Linked DNA regions of Hordeum vulgare: region 1 is linked to region 2. Evidence: chromatin contacts called from public Hi-C data. All regions are on one chromosome and are shown on one strand. The core of a region is the stretch at or near the end of the contact, and the rest is flanking DNA. Distances in the headings are between cores, read along the strand shown. Region 1 holds the start of LOC123425063. Region 2 holds the start of LOC123425058 (probable mediator of RNA polymerase II transcription subunit 26b).

Region 1 (6,985 bases), core at 3,897-6,396, 980 kb before region 2:
CCGGTGCTGTCGATGTGCATGGCGTTCGCCAAGGAGCCGTCGCCGGTGAAGTCAGGCGCATGCGGCACGGTGGTAAGGAACGCGGAGCTCAAGATCGTCGACCCGGAGACCGGGCTGTGCCTCGGGCGCAACCAGCCCGGGGAGATCTGCATCAGGGGAAGGCAGATCATGAAGGGGTACCTCGACAACCCGGAGGCTACGGCGGAGACCGTGGACAAGGACGGGTGGCTGCACACCGGCGACGTCGGGTTCGTGGACGACGACGACGAGATCTTCATCGTGGACCGGCTCAAGGAGCTCATCAAGTACAAGGGGTTCCAGGTCGCCCCCGCCGAGCTCGAGGCCATGCTCATCGCCCACCCCGGCATCGCCGACGCCGCCGTCGTCCCGTAAGCACCAACTTCTTACTCCGGCACGAACTTGAATTCATATGATGCATGGGTCCTTATTGAGCTGTAAGAAGGGTTCAGATTTCTTAACGACGGCCGCTATCTTGATCAGGATGAAGGATGATGCCAGCGGCGAGGTGCCAGTGGCGTTCGTAGTGCCGTCGTCTTCGGAGGGTGCCGACATGACCGAGGACGAGATCAAGCAGTACGTGGCGAAGCAGGTGGTGTTCTACAAGAGGCTGCAGAAGGTCTTCTTCGTGAGCTCCATCCCCAAGGCGCCGTCCGGGAAGATCCTGAGGAAGGACCTGCGAGCAAAGCTGGCCGCCGGAGCGTGCTGATGGTGGTTGATTATTTGTGCATGCGAAATACTACTATATACTCGGTTCGTTTTTTTTGTTTTGTTCTCGTGATGCTAATTAAAATACCACGAAAAGAGTGTGAGATCAATCAGTCGCCAATGTACAAGGCATACTGAGTGTGGGCAAGGAGTTCTGGATACACTCCAGATAATGTATTCGCACTTCTGCACTTGTATATCAGTGAACTGGAAGAGACAATATACTTACTTTTTTGGAATTACCATTGCGACGTCGTGGCAAGTTCGGTAAAATTTTGTTCCAAAATGCTGTACATCCGTATATGCTGGCATGGGGTATGTTCATCATTATCCGTGGTTAAAATCATAGAAAAGCGTAGTGTGCCTGAATTATAAATGAGAAAAAAAGACGATCTGGAAAAATCCCATCTGCAGAGTCGTGGATTTTTATTTTTTTTGCCGGTTCAGACCTTTTGTAACTGGAAACAGCAGAAACATGCTAGTTCTATCTCTGGAGAACAGGGCGAATTTATCAGAGCTGGAAGAAAAATACATTTTCTTCTTTGGTCTATGTTAAGGATAACACAGTACATCAGATTCTGAATAATGTAGCTGATTGACCAGGGCTGTCTACATGGATTCGCAGAAGATGAGAACCACAAAGGAAATATCAGAAATCTTAATGTCATCACACCTTCAGCAGTTTCAGATGAATAAAAATCAAATCTTTTAGGCATCTAGCAACAGTTCATCATCAACTCTTGTAGGCACTCAGGAACCTTTGAGCAGCATCCAGATCCAATTCTTTGTAAACCTGGCCAAGCAGAACAATCCCATAAGATCGCCAGGAAGAAAGATGGTAGAGACGTTATTAGGAAGGACTAAATTCCGGGAAAAGAGAAGTCAATACAAGTCTCTCATGAGCTTCTTCGAATGTCTTGCAGAATAGTTCTGCCTTTGTTGCTCCAACCTGAGACCCAATGAAGAAAGTAAGCACTAGAATAACCGAATCAGCCATACACCCCCTTGTCCTAATATTTATTCCATCCAGTGCCGCAGCAAAACGATAACTGTATTTTATATATTCTAGATAGCTGCAGTAGGTCTATTACTAAATTGAAAAGGTAATCTAGGATATATCCAACAAAGGCCAAGCATGCTAACGAAGCTCACAAGCATTTTGCCTGATTATCATCTACTACCAATTTCCCAGTCAGAGAGTGACATGTTTATGATATCTTTGTTTCCATCCGTAAGTATATACTTCATGTATTCAAACAATCTGTTAATAAATATAAAGGGCACAAGATACCACGTAATGCTTTTTAAATATTTCAACTTTATGCTGAGTTGCTAGCTTCCTGATATAAAAGCAAAAGAAAGGTTACCTTTTTCTCAGCAGCCATCTTCAATTTCCGCAGGAATAGATCTGTCGAACATGCCACAGAATTCATAATTAATATACTGGTGTGTTACGTCATGTTAGCAGAGATAGTTGAGTCTATTTTCTGCCATTTCTTGTTAGTTGGCAAGCACACCCTCTGTTATTCGTTGTTTGGTTTGAGCCCAGGGTTGCCTCACCAAACATTACCCTGGCTAGCCAAAATTTTGGTCAAGCACACTCTCTGCTATCCTTGCCCTGGCTTCCCTAAATCTCGGTTAACCTCTATGACCACGTGTGGAAGTGTCATAAGCTTGAAAATTAGGGGAAAATCAACTAATTTAGTACGGTATATAAAGGACTGTGTATCCATAACATAGTTTGGCTGGTAGTTTAGGAAAATACAGATCTTTGCATGCCGCTTTAAGTAAAAATAGTTTTTTAGAAGTAATTAAACATAGTTTCGATTTTATTGGAAATGAAGTTGAATTCTTAAAGTTTGAAAACCTGAATGGACATTACATTGCTCGCGAACAAGGGTTTTTGAGTCGACGAGTCGCTCGGGGGGGGGGGGGGGGGGGACTCATGGTCGACTCGGAGCAGACCAGCAGCAGCAGCAATCAGGAGAGGAGCAGACCAGCATCAGCAGCAACCAGGGGAGGAGGGGACAAGCATCAGCAGCAACCAGGGGAGGGGACGAGCAGCAGCAGTAGCAAACCAGGGGAGGTGGGGACGAGCAGCACCAGCAACCAGGGGAGGGGACGAGCAGCACCAGCACCAAGCAGGGGAGGAGGGGACGAGCAGCACCAGCACCAAGCAGGGGAGGAGGGGACGAGCAGCACCAGCAGCAATCAGGGGAGGAGGGGACGAGCAGCAAACCAGGGGTGGTGGCGGCTGCCAAGGAAATACAGTAAAAAATATATGACAGGTGGGGCTCAAAAAAATGAGTCGTTCGACCCAGAAACCATGACTAGTCGTGACTAGTCGCTCGAGTCGTTCAACTCATCCGAAGAGTTGAGTCGAGAGGTTGAGTCGACCTTGGAAGTGCGACTCATCGACTAGTCGAGCGACTCGAAAACAGACTCGAGAACACAACTCATTAACAACTCAGATGAGTTGACCATTAAGTGGAAAAGTTGATAGGATTGAGAGGTTCCTGCAGGCAGCAGTCATCCCACCCAGTTCGAATCCCGCATGAAACTACCCAACGGCAGGTGCAATATGGGGTGAAAATGTTGTCAAAACTTGCAAACAGCCACATGTGAGAAGTTTTGTCCTAAAATATTTAAAAATAGAAGAAAATAAGAGAAATTGATATAGATGAAGAGTTATTAATCCTAGAAGGAACAAAATTCCACGGTAGACTAATGAGAGGAAGAATTGAGACTAAAGACAAAAGCCAACAGCAACAGGGCGCAGGCTTAAGACCTAGGACCAATTAGAGATTAGGGATGTGTAGTCACGAATAACTTCCCAAGGGTTCGGGGATGCATGCTAGAGATCTAAGGCTAATTAGGGACAGGGATATGGGGTCATGAATAACTGTCCACGGAATTCACATGAGCAAAGTGCAAGGCTGCTATAATGATAATGGCAGATGATGTGGTTCCGGAATAGTTATGAGATGTAACTCTGGTAAAAATAATATCAGAGAAACATAAAATTGCTGATCCATATACCTTCTGCAGCCTTCTTTTTGGTTCCTTTTATCTCCTGCAAGCAATAGCCCCGTCAGAATTGTTTTCAAGTATAATCGAGCAGCACACAGCTGGTCACATCAAACATACCTGAGCTTGCTCTTGCTGTGTGGTGCCTTTGCTTGATGATTCCAATTCATCCTTCTACATTGGGGAAGAAAAATTCGCATCAGTTTGCAATCACAAGGTCTTCTAACAGGAAATCAAGTACTTACCATGTTTCCTATGGTTACTTTTACAATGACCATGAATGTTTAGGATTACATGCCAAGTTACAAACTACTGCAATTGCTGTCACCATGTAGGCACGTCTATATTTGTATATGCTTTCTATTTATATACATGAGCAGACCCCCATTTAATCGGCTTTTAGCCACAACACTATAACTCGACTAACATCAAATATTCATGGCAAACATGCTATTAAAATGAGATGCGACACTTTGACAATACTGTACTGCAATTCTTAACTAATATTAGCCAGATGCTAATATTACGATGTTTACTTAAATGACACAGGAGACATGATCACATGTATCACATGCTTTGAGGGACTAGAACTGGGAGTAACTGGTCGAACCTGGGAAATTCAGAAGCATCAGAAGTACAGATAAATAGGCTGGAGAAGAGTTGCCATTTTTGTTAAGCTAGGACACAGATACATATACGTTTTTATCGCATTCACAAATGCTCTCATTGTTACCAAGGACTTGATATTCTAAAATAATTAAAGTTCTTTAACGGGAGATGGATGGATTTTTCCTTCTTTTATTTGCTTTATTATTTCAGAAATATCAGTCTGATAATTACTCGTGGATCTGATGTTCGCCTTGTTGATGTAAGATTTTACATCGTATAAGCTCCAGGGTTGCTACAAGACTACCACTTCCAAGATCAGCTCAGTGATACCAAAAGTTTCCCGTCATCTAACAGATCGCCAGAACCAAACCCTATGATTATCCAAATCCAGAGCCATATTCCAAACGCACAAACCTAAGATTAGCCCAATCAACAGCCACCCGCACCAAATCGCCCAGCCCAGCAAAGCCGCGATTCCTCTAACCTCCGATTCACAACCCGCAAGGGCAAGGTCCGCCACTACAGCGCCGCAAACGCACTAATTTGCTCAGGAAACAGGAGAGGATTCGGAGAGGGCAGGAGGTGGAGTAGATGGATTACGCAGTAGTCGCGGGACCGAACGACGGGGTAGAGATCGAGCATGCGCCGAAACTCCTGCTCGTCCATGGTGGCGAGCACGCTGCCGCTGCCGCTGCCGCCGCCTCTCGCCGGCGTTGGGCCCCGCCCTCGTGCAGCCGCTCCGACGCCGGTGCGTTTTGGTCTCGGGGTCAGAGAAGACGGCGAGTCCACAGGAGACGACTACGCGGCGCTTGCGATCTTAATTTAAGGCCCAAATAAATTTTAGGCTTTTGCCTTTCAGCCGCGCACTGGGCTTTATGCAGATTTGGGCCTATCACGGCCCAAAGCAGATAACCGAGAAAAAAAGGAAAGAAAAAAGAAGGTAAAAAGGAGAATGTGTGCTAGTAATTGCCAACGTGTCAGCGTACAAGAGAGAAATGGCAACTTGTGCGAGGCCACAAGTCACAGCCGCCGCAGTGATTCTCCGGTGAGATGGCGGCGTCCACAGTTCCGAAGACGCGGCGTACGTCCTCGTCGACAAGCCGTGGGCCCAAACAAAATTATTGATGATCATGAAGTGCACCTGCGAGCCCAAACACCACTCTCGAGAAGAGATGCATTTTGTTGGTGAGTATCTCGTCTTGCGCATTTTTTTGCTGCTCTACGGAAAGATGAAAGTGTTGCGATGGCAACAGTAGATATTTCTTTCACACACACATAAATTGAAGATGTCACCGCCATGGAAACTTAGGATGTTCAGTTTTTTATTTAAGTTGTGTTTGCCATGGCATTTTATACATCTGTTGCATGGCAGAACACATCTACTGGTATGAATGTGTAGCCATTTTTGTGTTCATCTTCCCTGCCATTTATGTAGCCACAAGGTAAATTTAGGGAGGAAAAGTTAGATAAAGTTATTTCAAACGTAATGAGAAATTACCACGTGACACATGTGGTAAGAAATTTAAACAAGTCAAAAAAAACAATGACAAATTTATAAGATTTATAACATTCACATGGGAAATATTTTTACAGAGTATGGAAAGTTTTGTGATAACAAATTGGTTGTTACCATCACATGGCAGTTTTGTAGAGGAAGTTTGTTCACTGGAACTTCTTAAAATTTTCAACAATTGTACTACTGTTATATAACTCTCCATACCAATTCATACCATTATTTATGTCTTGATAGTTTTAGTGTAGGTAGCATGGCATTTATATTACTTCTTTAGACGATGATTTTTTTACTATTTGAATTAATTAGACAACGGTAGTTTTATTGTACTCCATTCATTCCATAATGTAGTTTGCCTGTGCTTCCTTAAATTTAGGTTTGACCATAAATTTAACCAACGAGACCGATTACGGCGGGAGTAAAAATTATATCATTGAAATGTATCAAAAATAAGAATTCAGTGGTATAATTATTGCTTCCACTGCAATCGGTCTCGTTGATTAAATTTGTGTTCAAACTTATATGTCGGAAAGCGCAAGCGCGTGAAATAGAGGGAGTAGATAGGATTACATTTTTGGTATCCACATCTATGGAATTTTTATTATTTTGCAAATAATGGTGATTTTTTTTTAAACCATGGCATTTTATTTACTAAGAGCAAGGAAATTTTATTAATTAGAGCATGGTAGTTTTACTATTTACATAAGAAAATAAATTTTGTATAGCATGTCATTTTTATTGTTAAGAGCATTTTTATTTTTATTTTTGTACGACGTGGCATTTTTCATTGGTGAAGAGCACGTCATTTTTATTTTTAATAGCATGAAATTTGTATTTTTTTAAGTGCATGGATTTTGTTTTTGTTTTTAATAGCATGTAATTTTTATTTGTTAAGATTATGTCATTTTTATTTGTTAAGAGTATGCCATTTTTTGGGTGCAACATGACATTTTTATCATACAAAGTACGTCATTGTGTTTAAAGAGCATGCCATTTTTATTTTTAAAGAGTATGCCATTTTTATCATAAAGAGCATGGCATTTTTGTTTTTTGAATAGCATGGGATCATTTAGTGTACCATGGCACATTTATGTACCATTTTTTTTAAAT
Region 2 (6,442 bases), core at 2,906-5,405:
TTGCCGAGAACTATTGTACGATATAGACCTTGCTCCTTGCTTAATAGGAAAATATACTTTCTACTTGTGGATTATGTTGAAAATTGTGGAGGTTGCTTCAAGCTTGACAACACCGGTGCTATTTTATTGTACAACCTGATCGATGGGTTTCTCGCCAACTTGCAATACACGGAACATAAATTCGGCGACTCGCAAATCTTTTCTTTGATTGCGTAGCGTTCGTGTTAGTATTCAAAGAGGGAAACCCGTCTTTAGGCGGCGCAAGTGCCTTCTTAATAAGATTATTAACTTTTCCTCCCGACAGTCCAAAACTAGAATAATATCAATACCGCCAGTAGCTTCAGTAGACGTTTTCGAAAGTGCACGGCGTACGCGACGGAACAGAAGCGCCTCCATGTCCACCGTCAAGAACAGAACGCCGTCACGCACCGGAGATTTGACTGGCGGTTTTTGTACATCATGGACGGCTGCAAAGTTTCACCTTTTTACCAACTGAATAGATTAAAAAAAAGGAGAAGAAGGAATCTCAGGTCATGAGTTGGTTAGCCAGTCGGGGCCACAGGGTCTTGTCCCGCAGAGGATCCCGCGAGCCGCGCCGCAAGTGCGTAGTACTACGTACTAGTACTCCCGCCTGGGGAGGGGCCAATGCTTTCCTTTCCCTCCATATTTAAACGGCCGGGTGGCGGGGCACCCGACGCCCGGGTGGCGGTCACGCTGGGAAGTAGGGGCCATGCAGCCGCCGATCCACCAGGACCCACGCGTCAGCGGCACCGGCGTCGCCGCTCGCGTGTCATTCTCATCCGTGCAGGTGGCGCCAGGGCTCCGGGCTCAAGGCCAGAGTAGTGCACGAACCATTCATGGGCAGTGAATGATCATCCGTCCGTTTGTTCAAGAAAAGAGGAAGAAGAAGAAGAAACCAAGTGTAAAATTCAAAGCGGCCGCCCGTGGTTTAGGGCGTTCACACAAAGCTAGCCTGCCCCCCTTTGGCCTGGGCATCCATCCCAATTAAAAACTGACCGATTCCATTCAACACTTGTACAGGTGACTCATCTCATTTCGGACCAGGCATGGAATGATCCCTTTGCCCGTTTGAAAAAGGGACACGCACTGTCCTGGTCAAGAAAGGCCGGTGGGTGGGTGTCCTACCAAATGAGGGCAAACCTTGAAATAAACTATTGATCATTCCAAACAAACAAAAATGGAGTGAATCTGTCCTAATGGAAGCACTTTTTGGAAGTAAAAAAATTTGAGTTGATGAAACCACTGCTAGCCATGCACATTTCACATTTGAGCAAAGAAAATCTGCAGGGCTGCCAGCTCTAGTCCAAGTATTTGCAGTGTGGGGAGGACAAGATACTCCGGCTTCATCAAAAAGGCATGCATACCCCCAAAAGGCGTCTCAGGCTGAAAGGCAATGCAGGGCCGCTGCAACCACGACAAGGCAAGCAGAGGACACGATCATGCCATCCGGCAACTCTGGTGAACCGTTTGCGTTCCATCCGAGGAAGCAAAAAAACACCATCGATTAGTATCACAAACTAGTCTCATCTTTACAGGTTTTGACGGACACTATAATGCTGACCCAGCCATCATCATCATCATCATCATCAAGAGCAAAAACAAAAAAAAGAGTCAAACACAGGAGAGCGCCAACGCGGCTCCGGGACACAGTTTCACGAGGAAGCCTTATTGCTGATGTTATGTACCGGGCTGGGCTCTTACGCCGCCCGCCGACCGACCAAGGGCGGAAATGAAACAAAGGTATGTTCTAACGGTAGATGGAGGGAATCGGCGCCTCATTTCGACCAATTCCGGTTGTTGTTGGTGTTGCTGCTGTTGTTGTTGTTCCTCGCCTTGGCACTCGGCTGCCACCCTCGGTTCCCCTGCTTCCGTATATCTTGCGGATCCACCATCTGTACAGTCCTCTGCTTCTTTGCTGCAATGACGGTAAAATTGACATCATTACTCAAATCACATATAAAGCTGAAGCAGTGAAGTTCACTGGTTATGTTCTCTTTGGCAAAAAATAGTATTCCTACTTGACTGTTTGGTTACAATCTAAGCTAAGAGGCAATCAGACCAGTTCAAGCCATAATTTACAGCCAGGAATTATGTGACGTAGCCACGGATAATAATAACAAACAAACCCAAAGTTTCATGGTCAAACACATACCGTTGTCGAATTCTTGGTACCCTTCCTGAAGCTTTCGCTTTGTCATCTCTAGCTTCGAGTTAGTTGCCATTTCTAGCTTTGCATTCTTTGCAAGATCTAGCTTGGCTCGAAGCGAGTTCGCATCAGGATTGCTTGCAGGTTTCTACAGGGCAGACGGATAATTTAGGATTAGTATAAATGAGACAAGCACAAAGATTATGTTCAAAGTGCAATATGCTCACATCAGATGGCACCGGTTGCGGTCTGCCTTGAGCGGGCGAAGCACCCTGCTGCTGCTTAGGCCTCACTTGAGGTCTCCCAGGACCCGACTCTGCACTTGAGGGCTTCGCCAGCATGGCTGCAATGAATTGCTCCCTCGTTTGCCCATTGGCCAGTTCTTGCGGCCGTGATTGCCTTGCTGCAGATTGTTCTTGCCTCCAGCTCTGGTCAGGGTCATACTGTTGGGCCACTGCCTGCGGCGGCCTTCTAATTGGTTCTTGGCTCCCCGGATACCGCTGTACGCTGTTCCTTGTATCTGTAGATAATTCACAAAACAATCAACATGTCAAACACTAGTCCCTGGCAAAGAACAAACACAAAAGCGATCAAAGAGGGTTAAGATGTCACTCACTTCCAGCATCATCCATTCCATCAAACATCCTAGAGCCTTGGTTGTCCTGAGAAATTCCAGATGGAATTGTTTTAGATCATACTATAAACCCCATAAGAGAGCAGAGCGGTTAATTTCTAGGCAAACTGAATTACCTCTGAGAGCCGGATGGAAGTACTCGGCGTGGCGAAGAGTGCCCCCTCGTCCACGGAAGGAGATGACATTCCTCGGTCTTCCTGCTCCAGACTGGACGGATGCATGGACTGAGGGGTGTGATCTGCGAATTGTTCACAGAAGAGAACAATTAATGAGCCAATGAAGTATAGCCCATAACTAGCTTATAAAAGACAAGCATTACTTCAGTAAAAAACTAGAAATATGATGATGAACTCTTTTGATTGCTACTTACCAACAATGGCGTCTCCACTACCTCCATTGCTCATCCACTCGTCAACTATACTCTTCCAACCCCTGCGATTCACACGAAACATGCCAAGGAATGTTACTACAATAAAAATGGGGCAAAAATAGCTAAGAGGAACACAGAAGCAGGAAATGGTTTTGGACGAAGAAAAACATGGAGATACATACCCGATGAGCAACCGGACAAGGTGCCGAATCTGCTTGGAGTTGTGCTTCCGGAGGCTGGTCACAGTCTTTCCAATCGCAGTGACCTATCAGGACGAATCCGCGTGAGCACCAGCCAATACAAAGAAAGGAATAACCATGGGCAAATCGATCAACGGAGCTCCTGTGGATGTCGCCTCCCTCACCTTCAAGGTGTGCACCGTGAACTCCAGCTGCTGCAGCCGCCGGAGCAGATCGAGCAACGCCGTCTCCGACTGAAACAGCATGGCAGAACAGATTCAGCACGGGTGGTTACCAGCCAACAACCAGCGGCACGGACGGCGGCAGGCGGCGTGGAGAACAAGGGGATGAGCGTGACCTTTTCCTGGTAGTTGACGAGGACGGCCTTGATTTTCTCGGCCTCGGCGGTGACGGAGTCGTCGTCGTGGCGGGGCGCGCCGTCGTCGGTAATGGCCTCGGCGCGGTCGGAGCTGCAGAGGCTGGGGACGCTGGCGGCGCCCTCGGGGAGGAGCTGCTGCTGCTGCTGCTGCTGCTGCTGCGCCTGCGCCTGCGGCTCGGCGGCGGGCGCCCCCGCCGCGGGACGCGCCGCGGCCGCCGCCGCGGTGGGCGCGCCGGAGGTCACGAGGAGGAGCGCCGTGTAGAGGCGCTCGGCTATGGCGTCGCGCCTGGCGCGGAGGGCAGCGGGCTGGTCGGACGCGGCGACGTCGATGGCCGCCTCGATGGCGTCGAAGATGTTCTCGCCGGCTCCCTGGAAGAAGCTGACCCAGTGGTCCCTGGGCGGCGGCGCCATCGCCGCCCGCCGATCGATCGGGCCCCGACCCACCAGCCCCCAATCAAAACCCACTCCTTCCTTCCCTCCCTCCCTCCCTCCCTCCCCGTGCGGCGACGGACGGACGGACGGAGATTGGTTAATTCAAGTTTTAGTTCCGATTCAGTTCTTCCGTTACAGGGCAGGATGGATGGATGGATAGACGAACGCAAAAAAGGTAAAACCAAAAACAAAAAAGGGTCTACTGCGGATTGCCACGCCCAGACGCAAGAACTCGCCAGGGTGTTGGCATTACCATCCACCAATCTCACGCACGGCCGGCGCACGCACGCGAGGACGGGGACGGGACCGGTGAGGACGGAGAAAGAGAAGGAAAAAAAATGGTTTTTGCCCCGGGTTTGCTTTCCTTTCCTTCCCTTCCTCCTCGGTGCGTGGCTACTTCCGATCTTTGTCCTGTCTACTACTGCCTGTGGCTATCTGCGGATTCCTTCCCCGTCGCTCCCACGAGCGAGGGCCTGCGGCGCGGGTGGGAGGGGGAAAGGGAGGAGGGAGGGGGGCGGAGCGGGCGGAGGGAGTGCGCGGCGCTTGTGGTGGTGATGGCTGCTCAGCGATTTCCTCCAGGTCCAGGGGATGGAGGATGCGATGCGATTGCGAACGCGGCGCCGCAATCCAGTCCCGCCCCCCCGGCGCGTGGCCGTACCGCGAGGTGGGAGGGGGGAGAGGGGGCCCGTGTGCGTGAGCGTAGCGTTGTGTTTCGGCAAGGCTCAGCCCTAGCTGGTGGGCGCGGCACTACCACAGGCTTCTCGAAACAGCTAGGGCCACGCAACACAGGTGGAAATGGGAAATGCATTCAACCGTGGCTTGTATGAGTATTTGTTGTGCTTCCCTTCTCTCTCTTTCTTTGTGTATCCCGTTTCAATTTATTTCCAATTTTTCTAGTATGTTGTAATTCAAGCATATATGTGTTTGCTTAAATGAAATGTGTTTGGATCGTTTGATGCACGGGACTGCCATTTGTTGGGGTCTCATGTTGATGAAATGGCTAGCTCGCTACTTGTCACCCTCGCGTGATTTGAGAAGTCTATGCCTTTTGGGTTGAGAGGATATGATTGGTTTGTTGCTTAAAAGATGTATGTTGCTCTCTCACACACTCGACAACCTTCCTTCTCATTTTGTGGGTATTTTTAACGTGTCAAAATTGATAGTAGAACAACTTGATAACAGATAATGTTGCTTCTTCTAGTCGATTGACAATACCTGCTCTCGGGCCAAACGCCTTGCAGCATGAGATGAAGTTTGCACGTCTAGGCTTACAACACAAAAACTCCGCCTTCCCCTAGAAGATGCCTACAAATTCCTCCACTCTCTGATTCCTTCCTCGAAGCAATGGATACATCATCATCACTTTACCAGGTTAGTTGTGGGCACCATGCCTCCCACCTAGCTAGATCCATGCAAATAAGCATTCATGACCCACACCAAAATCACAGAGTGCTAGATAAAAGATGGATGCTCAACTTACTTTTGGCTACACGGATAAGCTTCTGCCCTAGTCGTTTGCCACTTCTTTCACTGTCATTTATTCACACCGCCTTAACCAAAATGATTTTGTAGCTACTATTTTCCATGAGGTGGCCGATCGATCCTTGTGTAGCCGCCTGCCCATGGCTGCAGCCAACAAAATTTACTCTTTGTGTGTGCTCTTGTTGCAGATTGTCTTCATGAAGGGGGTGATGCCAGACTAATCATAGGTCAGGGACATTTCACCACCGAAGGTACCTACGTGGCACCGTCATCGCAACTGATATTACCCCAAGCTTGAACACAAATGATCATCACGTGTGTCAGCGCACATTAAGATCTTTGGATAGTTGATGCACATGGATCACCTCAACATGCACAAGAAGATATTCTCGAATACGAATCTTGCCCAATGTGTAACATGTTGAATGCAGCTTTGCAAGTTGATCTGGCAAAAGATGGCCACCGTGGCTACTTTTCAGCCAATCAGCGGGCTTTGTATGGGCTCTGCGACCCCTCAGCTACCCCATGCACTAAAACCCTTCCTCTTACACACGACGCTTTGGAATTTTGCGGGTGCTAGAAACACGAGGAGTCTTCCGTCAGCATGATTTAGCCCGGAATGGTGTACTAGCGAATGTTCTCTTTGATTTTACCTTGTAGACAAATTGGCTAAAACGGTTGAGCTCAAAGATCACGCAAAATTGTGAGTGTGTGGTGTGTTTTTATTTCCTCACATTAGCGTGATTTTGCAATGAAATTAAGATTGTTTAGTTAAATGAATATGTTCATGTTGTTTAAT

Evidence for each region. Hi-C and Micro-C count contacts between places; a contact is called where the count stands out from the background.
Region 1: a contact with region 2 is called in a Hi-C map of leaf, with 5 times the contacts expected there. The contact joins the promoter of LOC123425063 here to the promoter of LOC123425058 in region 2. A contact is called at or near these places in 2 of 6 Hi-C or Micro-C datasets (leaf and seedling).

What each region holds. Positions count from the first base shown.
Region 1 is chr2H:68,847,528-68,854,512 of MorexV3_pseudomolecules_assembly, reverse strand. It overlaps LOC123425063, which reads right to left and starts at 5,146. Exons shown (of 6, transcript XM_045108731.1): 1 at 4,963-5,146; 2 at 3,874-3,927; 3 at 3,766-3,799; 4 at 2,094-2,134; 5 at 1,616-1,675; 6 at 1,234-1,519. The coding sequence starts at 5,028. The coding sequence ends at 1,460. LOC123425062 (4-coumarate--CoA ligase 5) reads left to right here. Exons shown (of 3, transcript XM_045108730.1): 2 at 1-389; 3 at 502-1,485. The coding sequence ends at 727.
Region 2 is chr2H:67,870,942-67,877,383 of MorexV3_pseudomolecules_assembly, reverse strand. It overlaps LOC123425058 (probable mediator of RNA polymerase II transcription subunit 26b), which reads right to left and starts at 4,155. Exons shown (of 9, transcript XM_045108722.1): 1 at 3,709-4,155; 2 at 3,536-3,604; 3 at 3,354-3,436; 4 at 3,172-3,233; 5 at 2,918-3,039; 6 at 2,784-2,829; 7 at 2,395-2,687; 8 at 2,174-2,315; 9 at 1,481-1,936. The coding sequence starts at 4,140. The coding sequence ends at 1,797.